Linked DNA regions of Sus scrofa: region 2 is linked to region 1. A link is a contact called in public HiChIP or PLAC-seq data. All regions are on one chromosome and are shown on one strand. The core of a region is the stretch at or near the end of the contact, and the rest is flanking DNA. Distances in the headings are between cores, read along the strand shown.

Region 1 (6,463 bases), core at 1,582-4,081:
CTCTTTTTTCCTGATCCTCTCATATCAGCAAACCAAATTTAAGCAGTCATAAAATGCATTATCTTAAAAGAAAGTTATTTAATACATGTACAATTAACAAAGATATCACTGCCCATATCCCTTCACCCAAAAGTATCTCCCAAGACATTCTAATGGTCAGGGTTTCCTCCCTCTGGATGGAGGTTTCTCACAGTGGATACTGTGGTGATGGTTTCCTTTTGAATATGGAAGCATGGCTGCTGTGTTCCCATTACCATTGGTTCTGGGGGGTCTCATTTTGAAGAACTAGGGTTTATAGATTGACTTGTGTTGCAAGCTCATCCCTGGTTTATTCTCCCTTTCACCAGCAGGAGCTCAGCCATAACTGGTTTAGGACAAAGTTTTTAGAACCAGGGCACCTCTTCTTATAGGTTTGATTGCTTTATCATGTTCAGCCAAGTAAAATATAGAAAGACTAAACCAAAAAGATCTTATCTACTTCCTCTTTTCAATACAAAGCATTCAACATCTAAACATTTTCAACAGTCTCACAACGCTTTTTTCCCCCTAAAGTTGAGATGATCATAACAGTATTCTTTAGAAAATTCCTCTAGACACATTTTCAAATCATATTAAACCATTCCCAAATTATTGGCAGCATATTAAATAAGACTAATTAAAACATAAAAGAAAGAAAGATTACTAATAGGAAAATAGTCACAGAAACGTAATTTAGACAGATGTTAATACATCATAAAAAAAATTCCAGGAAAAATATCTTAAAGTAGGACTTCCGACTTAAATTTTTTTTTTTTTTTGGTTTGGCTGCAGCTGTGGCATGTGAAAGGGATCAAACCAGTGCCATAGCAGTGACCTGAGCCAATGCAGAGGCAATACCATATCCTTAACCTGCTGAGCCACAAGGGAACTCCTAACATTCTTAAATTTGATATATAGAATATCTGAGCTTTTATGTTTCATAACATAATCAATGCTACGATTGACCAAAATAAACAAAGATTTTAATAGAGTGGATTGCAGAATGTTGTGATAAAATAGAGCACCCACCAAATGTAAGGGCTTTTCAGCTTTTGGTATGTGTTTATCTTTTTGTTGCTGCCATGAGTTAAGTTAAAACAACAACAACATGCTTTTGAATTAATAACTTTGTTCTCTTTTTTTAGAATGGTCAAGTTAGGAAGTATCTTACAGAAGAAACCAAAAGACTTGCTGATGGATTGTGAGAGATAAGGAAAAGAAAGAATCAAAAGATGGGACTTCCATATCAGGTATTGGTAGATAGAAATTTAGAAATGAAGACATGTAGAAAAGCTAGAAATAGTAACAGTATAAGTAGTAGTGATGATCATGATGATAAATCTTTTGGAAAGTATCAGAGAACTCACAAAGTGATGAAGAATTAGATCACAAGATCCAGAAAAAGAAACAAAAAGAAAGAGGCTGGTACTTTTTACATTGGGGATATTTGTTGATCTAGAAGAGCTGGCTAAAAAGTTAAGTAGTGCTTTGACAGTTTCTTAGGGTGGGGGGGGGAGGAGAAAATAAAACCACTTCTCACATAGGTGGCAACCTGGTTGCCTAGAAAATCTATCCTTCACATTTCTATTAAGACGATACCAGATTGCTAATATTCATGAACCCTGGCAGAGGTAAAGGAAAATCCTCTCTGGAGAAAGGTAAAATCACACAGGGCCTCAAATTATTTTTACAATTCGGAAAATCAAACACAGTGCTTGGCACATGAGGAAACCCAACGCCACAGAAAGAACCAGTAGCACTAATAGATAATAGATATTTACTCATATCCACCTAAATGTTGGAATTCTCAGACAGAGACTCTAAAATACTCTTTTTATGCTCAAGGGGACAAAAGACAAAATCAAAAGTTTTGGTGGAAAACTAGAAATTATAAAAATGGTAGCAGAAGAAAATCAGAATAGACATTCTAGATCAAACAAAAAAACAAAAACAAAACAAAAAACAATGCAGTAACCAAAAACTGAGCAGCAGAACTGAAGTTTGAACCCAGAAAGTTTGACTTTAGGGGACATAGTCTTAACAGCTACTCTCAAAACTAGGAAAATCTGTCAATATTTGTGTTCTCTTTCTTTTTGGTCATAGCATATAGCTTGATGTGGGGACCTCAGTCCCAGACCAGGGATTGAACCCTAGTCCATAGCAATGGGAACAGTGAATCCTAACTACTAGACCATCAGGAAACTCTTAACATTTTTATTTCTATTTTTTTTTTTAACATTTTAAAACTTCCAACTACTTAAACTACTTTCCAGCTAATCATTGAAAACATTGAAACATTTATCATCTTATAAAAGACATAGAGTCAAATACATAGTTTGGGAACACAAATTTTAAGCCACTGAGATAATAAAAACCATGACCAACAGGACATTTGTCATTCCCTTGAAAAAGTTCCTTTGAAAATTGAAGAGAGCAGCTTCTATGATTGATATAATTTTCACGTTTCATATTATTTTACTGAAAATTTACACAGAAATAATTTATTAATTGAATCCTGTCTAAAACATTTAAGATGATCCCATCTAGCTTAGTCTGGAATATTTATTTTTTAAAGTTCTGGTCCCTTCTTGACTCTAGTAATTAGAGCATTCTAGAGCTCAGATAATATGTGTCTCTTTTCAGAATAGTTTGCCTGAATTTTGGTTTTCAGCCAAGGTATATGACTTGGATTTTCATTTTTTTCAGTTCATTTCTGTATTCTTCCAGACTTCCCCTTCCCAGTTGTCACTCATAGACGAAAATAACATAACTTCCTCTAAATTTTTTTCTTCTTCTGTGAGACTTGTTAGTTATACTGGACGTTGCCAAAATCGTCACCAAAGATTCACCGAGGGGTGCCTAAGGGGAAGGAGGAGGCACAAACACTGATTGAGGGGCCCGGCAGGAGTTTGAAAGGAGGGGGAAATGGGTGGGGGGACCCCCAGCTGTGCCTCTTTCTAATGCCACGGGAAAGGAATTTTCCTCAGGCCCATACTCCTCCCCCTCTCCCATGTCCTGTGTCTCCTTGGGAAGTCGAGTGGTGGGAGGTGGAAGGGGGAAGAAAGCGTGGTGTGGGTGGGCCCTCATTTCACAGGCATCTTAATGCAGAGCTTCTCCAAGGTTAAATTTTCAAAAAGATTTCTATTCATTAATTTGGTTGTTTGGGAATGAAACATAATTGATTGACTGGGATACCACTGTACTTGAAACCAGAGTTAGAATAGTTTACTTCCCAGAGTTTATCAATCCAGCAGACACTGTGAGGCACTACTTGATTCCCGTCAATGCGGAACTTCATTGCTCCAGTGTTGATAGTGTCATCCTTAGCTCAGAAGTTGGCCCCTTCTATGGATTCCCTCACCCAAGGTCATGCCCCTTCCCTGAGCCAATGAGACTGATAGATGCAAGAGTGTATAAAGACGGACTTTTTAGCCCCAAAGATGACAAGTCCAAAGAGCAGTTCAAGCTCCATGGACTTAGCTGAGCCTGTTGTGAGCCAACCTTAAAATCTGACTTCTCCTACTGCCCACACCAGTTTCTATCCCTTCATTTCCACAAGGGATGGATGATCCAGGGTTACTCCTTAAAAACCATCCTTCACCTTAAATTCCATTTCAGGGTTTACTCTTCAGGGTACCCAACCTGTGACAATCTATTTCAAATTTCCCTGGAATCTATCTGTTATCCATCATCCATCCATCTATTCATTCATCAACCCATCTATCTCTTCACTGTGTCTTAAGCCATCCTGGCATCTCAGGAGATTCATTATTTTTTTAGTGGTATTTCTTTAGGTTATAACATCTACATTATTCAGTGAGTAGTCATTTGTTATGTTTAATGAGTTTGTTATATCAACTGGAAGATATAAATAAATGTACGATGTTTAGGATGTTATACTTTGTGATCAAAATCTCAACGTGTAGCTGCTGCTGAATTTGCTCTTTGTAAAAGCATTAGCTTTGGTTTTACCAAATTCTCTCCAGGGGGCAGCAGAGAGAGACCTTACTGCAAATAATGTTTGGAGACAGGACACAGTTTCCTTATCCCTTTCTTTCTCTCTGCCTCCTTCTTCAAAATAGACAAACTATGAGATTGTAAGAGCGCCCAAATGGAAAAAAAGAGTAGGTGAATAGATGAATAGATTTAGGAATCAAATAGAATAGATTTTGAATAGAATCAAAACAGAGTTAAAAAAATAGGCAGTAAGTTGCCTCATAACTAAGAGTGAGATTCTTTCTTTCTTTCGTTTGTTCGTTTTCTTCCTTCCTTTCTTCCTTCCTTCCTTCCTTCCTTCCTTCCTTCCTTCCTCTCTCTCTCTCTTTCTTTCCTTCCCTTTCTTTCTTTCTTTCTTTCCTTTTTTTGTCTTTTGACCTTTTAGGGCTGCACCTGCAGCATATGGAGGTTCTTAGCCTAGGGGGTTTAATTGGAGCCGTTGCTGCTGGCCTACGCCAGAGCCACAGCAACGCCAGATCCAAGCCACTTCAGTGACATACACCACAGCTCAGGGCAACGCTGGATCCTTAACCCACTGAGCGAGGCCAGGGATCGAACCCGTGTCCTCATGGATACAAGGTGGATTCGCCAATTGCTCAGCCATGATGGGAACTCCAGGTTTGTCTAACTTCTAAAACAGAGTTATGGAGGTATAGCACCAACTGTGTATGGGAAGTGAAAATATTCAAAGTAAATATCAATGACATAGTAAAATGTAAAAAATAGAAATATAGATTTTGTGAGGCTCTCTTAAATTACTCATTAGTATATTTAATGATTGTGCATGGAAGAAGATCCAGAACTTCAGATGGGTCAGAGCTTGGGTCAGGGAACATTGGTGAGAGGTGAATTAGGGAACAGGGAGATAGGATACAGCCAGGAGAACAACCATTTTATGCAACCATACATTGAATTATAGTGTGTCTATGGTAATTCATTAGCTGCAGATCTCTAACCACTATACCATGAGGGCAGGGAGAAAGTAAAACAGAGAGCGGAGTGTGGTGGAGTTTGAGCTCTTTGAAATTCTTCATATGGATGGGATTAAGATGGTGGAATAGAAGGACTGGAGCTCAACTTCTCTTGTAAAAACAACAAAATTTACAACCAAATGCTGAGCAGTCATTGATCATTGTACAACTATAAATGTAATAAATTCATTGAGTAATTAAAAAAAAGAAATTCTTCATACTATTGGACATTGTTCTTTCACCTCCATGGAAATTGCTGCATTAGTACTTGGGTAGCAGTGGGACAGGGTAAGTTGAAGAATTTGGAACTAAGTGCTTAGTAGTGTGCCAATGAGTTTGTGTGAGCACATGTAATTAAGACTTGCACATGTATATGGAAAGGTAAGTCAGGCCACATATCTAAGCCAGAAATCTCACAGAGGGTAAAAATGACAAAGCAAGTAGGTATTGGCTCATTTCTGCAAAGATATAAATTCAGCTAAGGAAGGAGCAGCAGGCAGTCAAGACTCAAATCTAGGAGGTGAAAGGGCAAGCAGTGAAGAACAAAGGGCAGAAATAAAAAGCCATTCAAGTCTGTGCAGTAAATATTCAGGATCCATGCAAAGCTTTTATACAATGGGGAGGAGGTTCAAGGGCAAGACACCCTCTTCTTACTTGGCTTCAGTTAGGGCTAAGCATGAATCTGACATTGAAGGCAAAGAAATACACCTGACAAAGAAGTTTACTTCAGAAGCAGTTACAGGCAGATAAATCATTTTCTGAGTAAATCATCCGTGCAAATTTGGAGTCATTATGTCTTAAAGCAGTTCTAACTTCTAAAGCTTACTAGGCCTTTTTGTTTTGGCTACTGCAACATTAACCAGCATAATGTTGTCTCTTGCGTACACTGATCTGTAATTGGTAGTACTGAAGAGGAGTTGGAAAACTGGTGGAATAAAAGATTTGAGTTTCTGGTTTGAGCAGCACCTCTCTCTTGATTTTGTTTATGTCTATTGCTCTGCCTTTTGGATCCTTGTGCCCTAGGGGTACACTTAAAGAGTATGTGGGTCCTTTAGATTTTTCAGACATATGCATTTACTAGAGAAGCACATTTTTTCTCTTATTCTGTTAAAGTTTATGGCATATCTTTGGTGGATGGTTATGCTAACAAACTCCTGGTCTCTTTATTGTTCTTCCAAATACTTGCTCTGCATAAGAGATAAAGGTGGGAGTTGGGAGGTTGAGGGAGTGAGTTTGGAGATGGAAGGTAAAAAGCAGTGAGAAGATAAAGTCTCATCCTGTCAAATCTACTTTGAGAATTCTCTGGTTTTTGACACTACTCATTTGCCTCTTAAACTGCTGATTGTGCACTGTGGTCTAACCTGAGATGAGTGCATGGAAGATGTCTATGAAAGTTGTTGCCTGATATTTCAAACCAGAGGAGTTGAGTGAAACGAACACTGGGCTGGCAAACATGAAACATGAATTTAACTCTCAGC
Region 2 (7,170 bases), core at 2,735-5,234, 170 kb after region 1:
CCAGGAGACAAGGATACAGACAGTAGGTTCCTGATAAAACCAATCTCATGTTTACCTAGCCCTTTCTACTTTAATATGCTTTTATGCCATGACCTCATCTAATCCCTAGAAGGATCCTTGTGAGGTCAAGAAGGCACATGCAGAAGGGTCTATTTTACAGTCATTCAAGCTGAAACCTAGAGAGGCCAAATAACTTGTTCAAATTAGTTCAGGTAAATGACAACAGGCCCAGGACCAGAATTCAAGTCTCTATATTTCTAGACCAGTGTTTTTCTACTGGACCTTGTTGCCTCCATAACAAGGGTCACTAAAATTTAAATCAATGCCTCCTGATAACTCTCTAAGTGCCAAGTATTTTACTGTATGTTAGGGAACATATGGAGATTACTGTCCTCAAGGAATAGACTAGTAGACAAGATAAGAATATTAAAACCCTCCTACTGAAATATAACATATGCACAGGAAATGCACAAATCACAAGTGTTCGGCCTAATGAACTATCACAAAGTGAACACACCCATGAAATCACCACCTAGCTCAAGAAGTAGAACAATATGGGAAACTCAGTAGCCCTCTTTGTACCTCTGGGATTAGAGTGTTAACTATAAAATACATTATAAGGCAAACCAAAATTAGGCTAAACGGTTATAGAAATTAAACTTTCAGAGGGTAACAAATGAAACAAAGGTCAGTGAAGGAGGTTTCCCAGGTGAGGTGGCTCGATCAGATGCCTGGTGAGGGTAACTCACGGGAAGGTGTCCTAGGAGAGGGGACAAGGGGAAGCAATGGCAGGAGAGAAGCTCAAAGAACAGGAAGGAAGCTCCCTCTTAGCCCTATAGGAAGAGGAGGGGCTAAGAAGGGCCTGGGCAGTCCCAGAACTGTGGGGACCTAGGGAGACACTGCAGCCCCCCACCCACATTGACAGCAGGGCAGTAATGTCTCCATGGCTCAGTGTTTTTCAGTTCCCCTCCCTGCAACACTCAACCTCATTCTCACACTCTCTCTGTGGGGTTTTCATGTTGGCAAGAAAATGCAGAAAAGGTAGAGTGTACCCGAATAAGGAAAGTTAGAAGAGATGCTTGTGGCTTAAGCTCAGCTGCCTAGATGACAGCTTCTCTAAGGTACCGTTTGAGATCAAACACAGGGTGAGAAAACCACACACATACACTTCTTGCACCATTTAGAGAGAACCGAGCAGTGGACATGGTTTAATCAGACACCTCCTTAGGAGGGATTGTTGCAGTATTTGCAGAACAAGTGATACAGATGACCAAGAACACTAAACTCGGGCTTTCTCATGGTTTTTTGGTTTTTTTTTAATGGCCACACCTGTGACAGATGGAAGTTCCCAGACTAGAGGTAAAATCAGAGTTGCAGCCACAGGTCTACACCACAGTCACAGAAACACCAGATCTGAGCCACATCTGTGACCTATGCTGCCACTTGCAGCAAAGCCTAATCCTTAACCCAGTGAGTGAGGACAGGGGTCGAACCTGCATCATCATGGAGACTATATCAGGTCCTTAACCTGCTGAGACACAACAGGAACTCCTCGTATTTGAATTTTAACTGAGTATTATTTAACCTAAGACTGGAGGATTTCATCTATGTATGATTTTATTCATCTAAATATCCCAAAGCAGAGACTCTACAATAGGAAGCAATGTAAAGAGTAGGTGGTTAATCACTCCTTCATTAACTGTTTACACTCAGCCTAGGAAAGAAGAAGTCTCTGGGTGTTCTTGATCTTCTTTCTGTAGACATCTACTTGTACTGGTATTTTGCAAGACTCCTTCAGGTTCAGGGTGGAGCCTATGGCATTTATACTAAAGGAAGCAGATGAGGAATTTTTAGGCATTTATGAGTGTGATGTTAGGGATAGAAAATGTGTATGTAGGATGTGGTGTGGTGTGTGTGTATGAGTTTGGCAGAACTGTGAAGGACTAGTCTATTTTTGGTACTTGCCCAAGTACCTACATTTCCCTATCATTACCCTACTTTCCCCAAACTTCCTCTTTCAAGGTCCCAGTATCAGGCAACTTTCACACTAATCCAAGTTCCTATCCCAAGGGTTTTTAAAGATTTCTGATTTTGACTATGGAAAAAAATTTACAAAGACACACATGCACAATTTTTTTAAAGTTCATGAAATATTATCTGTACCTGTACAATCTATTTCATTCTTTGATATTTTCTATTTTATTTTATTCTTTCATTAAAAAAATGCTGAGCTTCACCCACAAAACTAGTTTTCACAACCCTGTTTTTCATGAAATATTACTTTCATCCCAGGAAAGATATTGAGTATTGCTTTACTGTGGTTTTTGATAAGCATTAAGTTTTCACCAATGCTTCAGACTTTAATTTTTTACCCATGAACTTCATAATTAGCCTGGGTTAAGGAAAGAGGTTCTATGTAGAGCCTCAGTTTTCTTCCACCTTGGGAGGGTAGCCTCCTGGACTCGAGGGGGCTGCCCTGCACAGTGTGTGAGACAGACTTGCAGGAGGAGTGGGTGCTCTTCTAAAGCATATAAAAGTCTGATAAGAGTCAATATACATGAGATACAATAGTTTTTCCAACATTTGAATTCTGAATTATTTTATCATGTAGACATAACATCATAGTAGTTCTTTAAAACATAGTATCAATAGGACTTACCATAACCATTTTAAAAACAATATTCATGGACTTCAAGAATGAAGAAGGGCTTGCAGGCTCAAGTTCATGGTTGCCTACTCTCTTTCTAGATGGACAGTGAGACATCATTGACACAGCTGAGACTGGTAAGTAGAGACTTAAGGTGTCTTGGAAAGGGTTAAAGAAAGGCTTCTGGAGAAGGAAGTCAAGAGCTACAATGACAGGGGTCATGGCAATAGCTAAAAATAATGTTGTAATGGAAGTGTCAAGTGAGAAAGCCAAGAATGTGGAGTTCAGGTCTTAACAATGAAAAATAAGTCAAAACAAGAAGATGAAACATAGTTGAACACTGTTTCTAAACCAGTGCCATATATAAAAAAGAAAGGGGACTCTACTTTGCTAGTGACTCTGATATGTAAAAATGATCAGGTTCTTTTTTCCCCCAACTTCAATTTATTAAGCATCTGTTAAAACTGAAGGGATTTTCCCAAGGACACACAACTGGAATGAAAACCAGTTCTTTCTAATCCCAAAGGCCATGTTCTTTTCGCAAAATCCCACTGACCTCCAAAATTATTTCCAATCTAGTAGTTTTGGTGGGGGTTTTTCCTTCCCCCTTTTCTAAAAATATTTAAATTTTTTCTAATGATCATGAATTGCTTTTATAAAGAAAAGCAAAAAAAGCAAACTCAATATACTCTGTTTTTTTAAGTACCCACCAGGGAATTAATTCCAGTCTTAGAGGAAACATTCCAACCATCTCAATTTAGTTTGCTAACACTGGTTTATTCTGTCTCTAAATATTTTTTTCATGTTGGAATGCATTCTGTATTTGAGAAGGTCCTTACTCTAATAACCACCTTCATTTGGGTGTATTGGAACCATCTTTTTAGGCTCAATTTCATTTTCTCTCTTCTCCCCATAGGCAAAACACAGCTGAACTTTCTAGCTCTTTTTTTTTTTTCCAAATTAAAATAAATTCCCCAGTGGAAGGAAGAAAGTGACTAGAGCGAAAAGCTCTCATTACTGAGGGTGAAGAGGAATCAATATAGCAGTGACTGAAGAGTTCTGATCTTTGAAATCCTACATCTGTAAGGCAGATTTCTTTTTGTAATAAAAGGGTGCTATAATAAAGTATATCTGAGTTAGTTCAGGAAGAAGGCTACAAAAACAGAGAAGTTAGGCTTGACCTCAAAATTTACCTTCTTCACAATTTTAACTGGCTTCAGTTCTGGGCCATTCTCATTGCTATCATCTTCACATGTGAATTGAGCAATCATGACTTCATGCAAGTCATGCATGAAGATGACACTTTCTTGGATTCTCTAACAGCCTCTGAGACAAACTTATATGTATGAATACACAGGAGAAAAAGGAAGCAAATGTGCCTTAACCAAACTGGTACATGTAAGCATGATAGTTTGTTCAAATGAAACCACCACCTTCTAACCAGTCCCTGCCCAACCCTGCCCCGTGGCCACTTCTCCTCCAATGTTGTCTGAACTTCTAGATTGCTTGTTTAAAAAGTTTTTATTCTGTATGTATTAGTGTGGCCCTCAAGATACAGTGGGGAGAGAACTACAAATAGTCTTATTCCAATCATTTGCTAGATGATATTTGGCATCATGAAGGGATGCGCAAAAGAGATCATCCCTTGTGGCCCAAGACTTAACTGGTTTCCCCACAGACAAAAGAGACTGAAAGCCAAGGCCCCAGACAGGTCTAAGAAGTAGATCTTTTATGGACTGAATAACAAAATGTGAGGGCACAAAGCATCTGGAAAGTGTTCCAAGAAAACCAAGCATTTGAAAACATGTATTGCCAAATGTTATTAAGCAAATATCAGAGCTGCAGTTCCACATGCATAAGAAATGCTGCCGTGGCTTCAAGTATAAGGAGAATAGCTGGAATGCATTCTAGAAGGGAAAAGTAGTCAGGGTCTGGGTAAGTCTCCCATAATCTTGTGAACTTCCTTGGCCATAAACAATCCTAAGTAAAGAAATCTCCAAATGACAACTTGGAAGCCTTCAGCATTTATGAGACAGGCTAAGGAAGAATTATGAGAGAGACTGGGAAGGGCATAAAGAGACTTACTTTGGGGGGAAGAAATGCATTGCATAGAAGGAGTAAAAACTACAGGGCACCTTCTCATCTGATGTAATGCCAGACAGGAGTTCCCACAGATAATTATTCTGAAGATATAATCATGTAGTGAATTTGTGCCCTTAGACCAATGCAATGAACAAATAAAAGCATGCATGAGGACCACAAGAATTCCAGTCATGACAACAGCAGGAAGGATCAGCCAGGAGGGCATTATCCTCTTATGCCTGCAAATGCAATTTTAAATTGGAATCTGAATGAAGATCTTTCTTGTGGGCACATCTATCCTGATTCCTCTCTGAAATACCTGGCCCTGACTGGCTGCTTTGGCAAGGTGGGCCTTGAATCAGAACAAACCTTTACTTAATTCAAAAGCTTCTCTCATTCATAATCAATTAATCTCTGTTTCTCTATTTCTCCCCTTGGTGTGCTCTAACCAAGAAGTCTTGGGCTCTGATCTCAGTTGTATCCCAGAATGGTGGTAAGACATACCACTCTGCTCAAGCCTTGCTTTTAAGCTTTACCCTTTCAAAATTATAGGAAGTTAAACCTTTTCTAATGTTTCTTGAAAAACTGAGGGACATGCATCCATAAAAGTAAAAACTTTATTTATACCTTGATGGTTATTTCTTCCTTTCTGTTTACACAGTCTTTCAGAAGTTGTTACATTAAGAAAACATTGAAGATGAATATTTTCTCAGGTCAGTCTCCCAAAGCAATAGAAATTAGAGTATGTTTTTTAAGTATGCTAACCCCTTCCCATAATTGTGTGTTTTAGCCTGATGGTCCTGTAAGTTCAAACACTTCATTACTATATTAAAATTAAGAAGAGAGACATACAAACAAACAAAAAGGGTTATTTACTTCCTAACATCCCTTGCCCACATTTTATGGTTTTGATGACTCTTTTTTATTTTTTTCTTTTTAATTTTATTTTGTTTGAAGCATGTTCATGATTAAATCTGTATGCTGGCTTATCTGAGTGACTGCTCTCTGATTGCGGTTTCCTCAGTCCTAGTTCTTCCTCTTCTTCTTCTTTTTTTTTTTTTTTCCTTTTCTTTTTTCTTCCCTTTCCTTCCTTTCTTTTCGGTTTAGAGAAGCCCCTTCAATATTTCCTTTAACCTGGGTTTTGTGTTGCTGTATTCTTTAAGTTTTTGTTTGTTGGGGAAAATTTTTATTTCCCCTTCTATTTTAAATGATATTCTTGCTGGATAGAGTATTCTAGGTTGCATATTTTTTCCTTTTAGCACTTTAAATATCTCTTGCCATTCCCTCCTGGCCTGTAGTGTTTCTGTAGAGAAATCAGCTGATATTCTTATGGGGGTTCCCTTGTAAGTAACATTCTGTTTTCTCTCGCTGCCTTTAGGATTTCTCTCGCTGCCTTTAGGATCCTCCCCATATGGCCCTGCAATCCCACTCTTGGGCATCTATCCGGACAAAACTCTACTTAAAAGAGACACATGCACCCGCATGTTCACTGCAGCACTATTCACAATAGCCAGGACATGGAAACAACCCAAATGTCCATCGACAGATGACTGGATTCGGAAGAAGTGGTATATATACACAATGGAATACTACTCAGCCATAAAAAAGGATGACATAACGCCATTTGCAGAAACATGGATGGAACTAGAGACTCTCATACTGAGTGAAATGAGCCGGAAAGACAAAGACAAATACCATATGATATCACTTATAACTGGAATCTAATATCCAGCACAAATGAACATCTCCTCAGAAAAGAAAATCATGGACTTGGAGAAAAGACTTGAGGTTGCCTGATGGGAGAGGGAGGGAGTGGGAGGGATCGGGAGCTTGGGCTTATCAGACACAACTTAGAATAGATTTACAAGGAGATCCTGCTGAATAGCATTGAGAACTATGTCTAGATACTCATGTTGCAACAGAAGAAAGGGTGGGGGAAAAAATGTAATTGTAATGTATACATGTAAGGATAACCTGACCCCCTTGCTGTACAGTAGGAAAAGAAAAAAAAAAAAGAAATTAGAGCAAAAATAAACCCATGGGACCTAATCAAACTGAAAAGCTTTTGCACAGCAGAGGAAACCCAAAAGAAAACAAAAAGACAACTTTCAGAATGGGAGAAAATAGTTTCCAATGATGCAACGGACAAGGGCTTAATCTCTAGAATATATAAGCAACTTATACAACCCAACAGCAAAAAAGCCAAAAACCCAACGGAAAAATGGGCAAAAGACCTTAAGAGACTGTTCTCCAAGGAAGATATACAGATGGCCAGCAAACACATGACAAAATGCTCAACATCGCTGATTATAAGGGAAATGCAAATCAAAACAACCAGGAGATACCACCTCACACCAGTCAGAATGGCCATCATTAATAAGTCCACAGGCAACAAGTGCTGGAGGGGTCGTGGAGAAAAGGGAACCCTCCTGCACTGTTGG

What was found. HiChIP or PLAC-seq counts read pairs in DNA pulled down with a chosen protein or histone mark.
Region 2: a contact with region 1 is called in an H3K27ac HiChIP or PLAC-seq map of alveolar macrophages, with 3 times the contacts expected there. The contact joins two enhancer-like sites. A contact is called at or near these places in 1 of 47 Hi-C or Micro-C datasets (epiblast stem cells) and 1 of 2 datasets of contacts at active chromatin or transcription factors (alveolar macrophages).

The regions. Positions count from the first base shown.
Region 1 is chr13:146,944,695-146,951,157 of Sscrofa11.1, forward strand. No RefSeq gene overlaps it. Among named protein-coding and RNA genes, the nearest start is that of CD200R1, 5.2 kb to the right of the region's middle. Within about 2 kb of position 2,832, at least 9 of the 83 cell types and tissues checked have an H3K27ac peak or open chromatin away from gene starts, as enhancers often do. A contact at or near this core is called in alveolar macrophages, where this site is marked.
Region 2 is chr13:147,112,142-147,119,311 of Sscrofa11.1, forward strand. It overlaps LOC106505808 (a long non-coding RNA gene), which reads left to right. Exons shown (of 4, transcript XR_002337901.1): 2 at 2,749-2,784; 3 at 5,391-5,442; 4 at 6,108-6,136. Among named protein-coding and RNA genes, the nearest start is that of CCDC80, 88 kb to the right of the region's middle. Within about 2 kb of position 3,985, at least 1 of the 83 cell types and tissues checked has an H3K27ac peak or open chromatin away from gene starts, as enhancers often do. A contact at or near this core is called in alveolar macrophages, where this site is marked.